2 separate regions of the Zea mays genome follow, and region 2 is linked to region 1. Evidence: chromatin contacts called from public Hi-C data. All regions are on one chromosome and are shown on one strand. Each heading gives the region's core, a stretch centred on a gene start, on an enhancer-like site or on the middle of the called end of the contact. The rest is flanking DNA. Distances are from core to core; before and after follow the strand shown. Region 1 holds the start of LOC100279555. Region 2 holds the start of LOC541764 (MADS2).

Region 1 (3,413 bases), core at 802-3,301:
TGACCGTGCCAGTGGCAGTGGGTCACTAATAACCACCAGTCACCACTCACCACCCCTGCTGAATTCCTTCTCCCCCGAGCTAGTCGCGCATTCACCTCTGCAGTTTACGGACAGCTGCGCAGCGCTCGGCTCAGGGGTTAAACTCTGCGACCTGCTGCGGCGGATCCTCATCAATGCGAGGCGAGGTCCGTACCGGACTGTTAGGTTGGTGCTCATTCTTGGTGCGTGAAACAGGAGAGGTACCCGATCATGGTAGTGCTAGCCAGCACAGCAGTAACTTAAACCAGTCAATCAGTATTCTTGCTGGGTGTGTTTTTTTTTTTGGTTGTTGTTGTTCTTGTCGAGAACTAGCGTGGGTGATCTCTTCTCTCTCTCTCGCTGACATTTCACATGAGCACTTTAATAAATCTTGGACTGTTGAGCAGCGTGCGGGGTGCAGAGCGCCTACGGGCATCCGAGGAGCGCCGCCTCCTGATCGGGTGGCAGGTCACGTCCCCTGGGCTCAGGCGGCGTGACGCTGACCGTCGCGTCGCCATCGGCGGCTAGGTCGCTCATGGGTTTATGATCACGCTGACAGCTAGTCTGTTACGCATGCATGCATGGGATTTCGGAACAGAACTTCTACTACTAATCTTCGTTATTTCTGCTTTCATATGTACAAGCAAAGGTTTAGATGTCCGCTGAGTAGAATTCTGAGGGGATAGACTAGACTAGAGATGGCAATTCTTTTTGGGTATGTGCATGTCTTCCACGCTGACGACCGTCGAAAACCCAGAAACGAAACTGAGACCGGTCGGTAATTCCTTGGGTAGGAGTAGGAATGCACATGGGCTTCCGGACAGATCTGTTTACACTCCACAGGGACAGGGTGGTGGTCCTGTGGCAATTTGCCATGGAAACCGCACAATTAATGGCCTAACTGATCCACTGTTCCTACCATGGCTCCACTGTATGCGTTGTATTGTAACTGGGCATAGTTTTCACAGAGGCCTCCTACAGTCCTACTCCATCTGCAAAGTTCTGACCTCAGAGTTTTTTTTCTTCTTTTTGCCTTTCTTTGTTTTTTCCATATATAACAACAGAGGAAAAGAACGCTGCTCAGACAGTTGTGCTTTCAGGATTCAGAGAGCAGGGAAAGGCATCCTTCCCCTCATCTCTTCATCAGAAACCGAGGAGCAGAGCGGAACGAGTTGCTGAAAATGCCGAGAGGGTCAGATCAATTGCGCAGCGACACGGCGCGCGTCCTTTTCACCTGCAAGCGGCAATCGGCTTCACCATAACTCCCGCGCGCCCGGAACAGTGTAGGGCCAGATGAAGAGCGGAGCAGGAGCAGGACGCTGCCGCCTGCCACTGCCACTGCCAGGCACAGTAAACTGCCCCAGACCAACATGCATCTCAATTCTCAGCTGTGGATGCTCCGGCAGCCACTCAAGATGAGCTCGCGCCAGATGCAGTCAAACATCCGGATTCGTACCGCCAGGAAAATTTAAAAAACCTGCTACTAAGCTAGGCAGCAGCAGCAGCACGGCGCCCGACGCGGCCAGGAGACGACGACCGGAGAATGCGGCACGGGCGAGAGCCATGGGAGTTTAAGCGCATGCATGAACACGCAGCTCGGCCGGCGCGCCGTCACTATCCATCTGTACGAGTACGACGACGGCGACCCTGCTGGGTAGCCGCCGCGCTCTCCCGTAGCCCGCGGCGAACCAAGCCGGCCGGCCAGCCGCGCACCAACCGCTGTCGCCATCTATCTGCCGGAGACGTACCACCACGTACCTTTGGTTCGTTTGCTGGCACCCGGGCCTCGGTCGGCCGCCCGGCGGCCCAACGGTGGCGCACGTGCAGCGCGCATGACGAGGGGGGGACGGGAAAAGCGGGGTGCGCCGCCTGACGTCTGGGCCACCCTTGGCCGTGGCCGCACGGAAAGCCAGGAAGATTCTCGCCAACCCGGCCGGCGCTGGCGCACTGCCGCACTGGTCAGTCACTCAGTCAGTACTACTACTGGGGTACTCTCGGTCTCGGCTGCACGCACGTACGGGAAGTCGCCCAGGCCCCAGCTAGTAGCTAGGGCACCGCGCACGCGGCACGCCCCGGCCCCCGCTCTATTTATGCCGCTAGCTAGCGACACCGACCAGGTCACTTCATTCCCTTGTCACTAGCTAGATCGACTGACTGGAGAGGAGCTATCGTCTACCTCTGGGCGAGCTGCGTGTCCCTGCCGTCCTTCTCGCTCCTGTGGTCGCCGCGCGCGGCGCTGCGATGGGGCGGTCGCCGTGCTGCGAGAAGGAGGCCGGGCTGAAGAAGGGGCCGTGGACGTCCGAGGAGGACCAGAAACTGCTGGCCTTCATCGAGCAGCACGGACACGGCTGCTGGCGCTCGCTGCCGGCCAAGGCCGGTGAGGATCCGACGACGGAGCTCGACGATATATCCATCGACCTCACGTTTTCTTCGCATTCCATTCGTTTTATTATATTTGCCATCCAGCAGAATATAATGCTCATCTATGCGTGTGCGTCTCTCTGCAGGTCTGCGGCGGTGCGGCAAGAGCTGCCGGCTCCGGTGGACCAACTACCTGCGGCCGGACATCAAGCGGGGCAAGTTCACGCTGCAGGAGGAGCAGACCATCATCCAGCTCCACGCTCTCCTCGGCAACAGGTGATCATTCTTCATCATCATGCACTTGTTTCGCTTTGCCATGCATGACACAGCACAGCTCGCGTGTGCCTCGTGCTCGCGTCGGCAGGAATGTCGTGAGTGAAACTGAGGCCGGCGTGGCAAAAGGAGTACTATACATCTTGTCTGTAACAACGTGCATGGGTGAAACTGAGGTGTGGCAAAAAGAGTAGAGTACTCGCATCGCACGGGGCCAGTTTATTGGTCTTGTCACGTTTGTCATTAATGTTGGCGCGAGCCCGCTTGCCTCGCTGTGCCTCGCCATCCATGTCAGGGCGTTGGACCATCGTCACCGCCCGCTTGTCGCCCTGGCCATGCCATGTTGACCTCGCCACGCCCCCATCATTGCTGTCCGTCCTACTCCACCACGAGCTCCTTCAATGCACCCCCCCTACACGCCTCTAACCATTACGCCAAACCTTCTTTACTGTTCGAGTTACTAGTAACATTGCTTGCTTCATCAGAGGTGAAAAAAAAATGACTGACAATGACATGCCCTCGCGCAACCCGCAGGTGGTCGTCGATCGCGACGCACCTGCCCAAGCGCACGGACAACGAGATCAAGAACTACTGGAACACGCACCTCAAGAAGCGGCTCGCCAAGATGGGCATCGACCCCGTCACGCACAAGGCCCGCGCCGACGTCGTGGGAGGCTCCTCTGGCGCCGGCAACAACTCTGGAGCGCGCTACAGGGCCGCCGCGCACCTCAGCCACACGGCGCAGTGGGAGAGCGCGCGCC
Region 2 (3,155 bases), core at 535-3,034, 240 kb after region 1:
ACATAGCGCTAGTAATTCCTTCTTTCTCTCTCACTCTCTCACAGCCGTGCCGCCGCCGCGACCCCGTCGCCGCCGTAGACACGCTGCCGCGACCCCGCCGCGCCCACGCCGCGCGCGCTCACGCTCGCCCGCACCCAGGCCCTCGCCGCGCGGCCGCAGCCGCGACCGCGCCGTACGCCGTACGTCGTGCCCCCGCCGTGTCCCCGCCGTGCTTGCCCTCGCCGTGCCCCCGTCGCGTCCCCACCGTGTGTGCCCTCGTCGTGCCCTCGCCGTGCCCCCGCCGTCTCGTCCGCGACCCGTCGGCAAAGAACCTGACATGGGGACCCTCCCTGGCGGGCTATTTGTCGAGTGTCCCAGGGGCACTCGGCAAAGATTGAATCTTTGCCGAGTGCTACTGGGCAGACACTCGGCAAAGTTAACTCCTTTGCCGAGTGTCATCCTTGACACTCGGCAAAGAAGCCATCTCCGTCACCCCGTTCCCGTAACGGTCACTTTTCTTTGCCGAGTGCTCACTGGCACTTGGCAAACCTCTTTGCCGAGTGCCCGAGAAAAAGTACTCGGCAAAGAAAGATTTACCGATGCACTGTTTGCCGAGCCTTCTTTGTCGAGTGCGACACTCGGCAAAACCTTTGCCGAATGTTTTTATGGCTTTGCCGAGTGCTTCGGACACTCGGCAAAGCGCTCGTTTCCAGCAGTGGCAACATGCATGACATAACTACTGCATACATACATGCATGCAAAACCGGCCAGCAGACATGCACGATATGCATACCATTGCGATCGAGTCGGAGCCTCCACGCGTCGGCTAACCGTCCGGCAGGCGGCGGGCCGGGGACACCACGAGGAGCACCTCTCTCCCATCTCTAGGCCACACAGCAACACAATATTATCTTCGCCGTCGCCCGCAATTGTTTAGCTGTACTTTCAATAGACTTTGCTAAGCACGCTAGACCAAACTAATCGTTTGAGATCTTCTGTGCGCGCAGCACTACAGCATGCATGTGGCCACCGTTTGTCTCTCTTGTGTGTTCTTATTCTTATATAGTGAAAACAATACTACTATACAAGACATAAAATTAGGTGTAGTTTATTTATTTACTGGTACTACTTCTTTAGTCATAATTAGGTGTACTAGCAGCAGCTACGCCCTGACGGAGACAAGCACACACAATAGAAAAGAGCGCCCTCGTGCTCAGAGTGCTCGCCTTTAGTTTCGTGGCTACTATATACTAGCTGCGACGATTTTTATTTTCTTTCTCTTCTGGGCTATCATTAGCACGGCCATTTAGGGGTAATGAGCAGCGGCCAATAAACAAAGCCCTGAGATGCATGGGGTAGCCAATCGGGTGTCGCCGTGCGCGCGCGCGCGTCTGGCCTCCTGCCCTCCCTTTCCTTGCTAAATAAAGCAAGTAGCAGATAGGGGAAAGTCTGCTCGCAAGTTGCATCCGCCCTGCGCCAAGAAAAGCCATCGTTCTTCCCACAAACGCACACATAGAAGCATCATTCCCCTCTCGGCTAGCTTCTTCCTCTCTCTCCCTCCTCCTCCTCTTCCTCTTCCTCCTCCCTTGGGAAACCTGCTGCCTTTGAGCTTTCTTCTTCGAGAGCTCCCACCAGATCTCCTCCTCCTTACCTTCTTTGGCACGTTCGGCGGCGCGCGCGGAGAAAGATAGATCCCGCCATCGTCGTCGTCGGTCCTTGCTTCCGATCGGAGGGCCACAACCACAACCTCTCGCTCCATAGCGTGCAAGCGCGAGCCAGGGTCAAGAAGAGAGCTAGCTAGCTATAGGCCGGAGATCGATGGGGAGGGGAAAGATCGTGATCCGCAGGATCGATAACTCCACGAGCCGGCAGGTGACCTTCTCCAAGCGCCGGAACGGGATCTTCAAGAAGGCCAAGGAGCTCGCCATCCTCTGCGATGCGGAGGTCGGCCTCGTCATCTTCTCCAGCACCGGCCGCCTCTACGAGTACTCTAGCACCAGGTCGTCGCCCTTCGATTATTATCCGTCCCTTCTTTAATTTAATACTTCAATAATGACAACTGTTTTCTTGCTCCTGTTGAAGCGATATACTATATATAATAATAGAGTTGTTCTTGGCTTCTTGCTTTAATTAGTTTGGGTTATCGATTGCAATTTATGATTTGAAACTACACACTACCTCCTGTCTCATATACATGGACTGGCGAGTGATTATGGACCTATACACCATGTATACACAAGTCCTAAGGTAGACAAAAGATTTTAATTTACCTGTCGATTGTCGAATATTGACTGTACATAGCGCACAGCTAGCAACACTCCTGGTTTCTTTGACGGGGCAAAGCAAGGTCTGTGTGTGCGGTCTAACAATAAAATACAATCTTTGGTACGGTTAGTATTTGTGTTTTTGCCCCTCTTCTTCCTTGTTGTTTGGTCTATTTGAACTATTATTCCTCTCCAAAAAATTCCCTATGTATCATCGGAATTTATACTCATCCCTTGCATTGTGTGCCATATATTGAGTGGCATATAGTAGGGAACATATGCAAAACTAAATTTAATTAGCTTTGTCATATTGTTTCATGTGATCAACTCGACACAGCATGTCATTGCAGTAGGAAACGCATATGCTTTTGTAATGTAAGATATATGTATATATGTATGGGGTTTTATCAACAGGGGCTGGTAGTTAGTGCCATCAGAAGAGTTTTTCCCCTAGAGATTGAGATCGAGATCGAGATCGAGAGAGAGAGACTAGATCTAATTCTGTAATTAAGATTTTAGCTTTTTTAGATAGCTATAAACTTAAATATTTTACAACGAATAGCATAGTAATAGTTTTTTTTTGGATAAACTGACGTTTGTGCTGTGTGCAGCATGAAATCAGTTATAGATCGGTACGGCAAGGCCAAGGAAGAGCAGCAAGTCGTCGCAAATCCCAACTCGGAGCTTAAGGTTTGCTCTAGATAATTTTTCCTCTCTATATTCTGAAGTGTTTGCTTGTTTAACTAAAAGATTGCTATTTTTTTGCTTTCATTTTGATATATATATATATCCTTTAAGTTTATTGGTTTTAAGGATGGGAAGAAATTACACAACTATATATGGTCACATCAACAAGCGTTCTACCTTTTTTATCTTATCCAGCTGCTTGATCTTTTCTAGTTAACAAAAAAT

What was found. A called contact is a pair of places that touch in the nucleus more often than the background predicts.
Region 2: a contact with region 1 is called in a Hi-C map of leaf, with 6 times the contacts expected there. The contact joins the promoter of LOC541764 here to the promoter of LOC100279555 in region 1. A contact is called at or near these places in 2 of 25 Hi-C or Micro-C datasets (ear and leaf).

What each region holds. Positions count from the first base shown.
Region 1 is chr5:180,297,996-180,301,408 of Zm-B73-REFERENCE-NAM-5.0, forward strand. It overlaps LOC100279555, which reads left to right and starts at 2,052. Exons shown (of 3, transcript NM_001351795.1): 1 at 2,052-2,395; 2 at 2,526-2,655; 3 at 3,187-3,413. The coding sequence starts at 2,260.
Region 2 is chr5:180,535,424-180,538,578 of Zm-B73-REFERENCE-NAM-5.0, forward strand. It overlaps LOC541764 (MADS2), which reads left to right and starts at 1,785. Exons shown (of 8, transcript NM_001111456.2): 1 at 1,785-1,979; 2 at 2,855-2,933. The coding sequence starts at 1,798.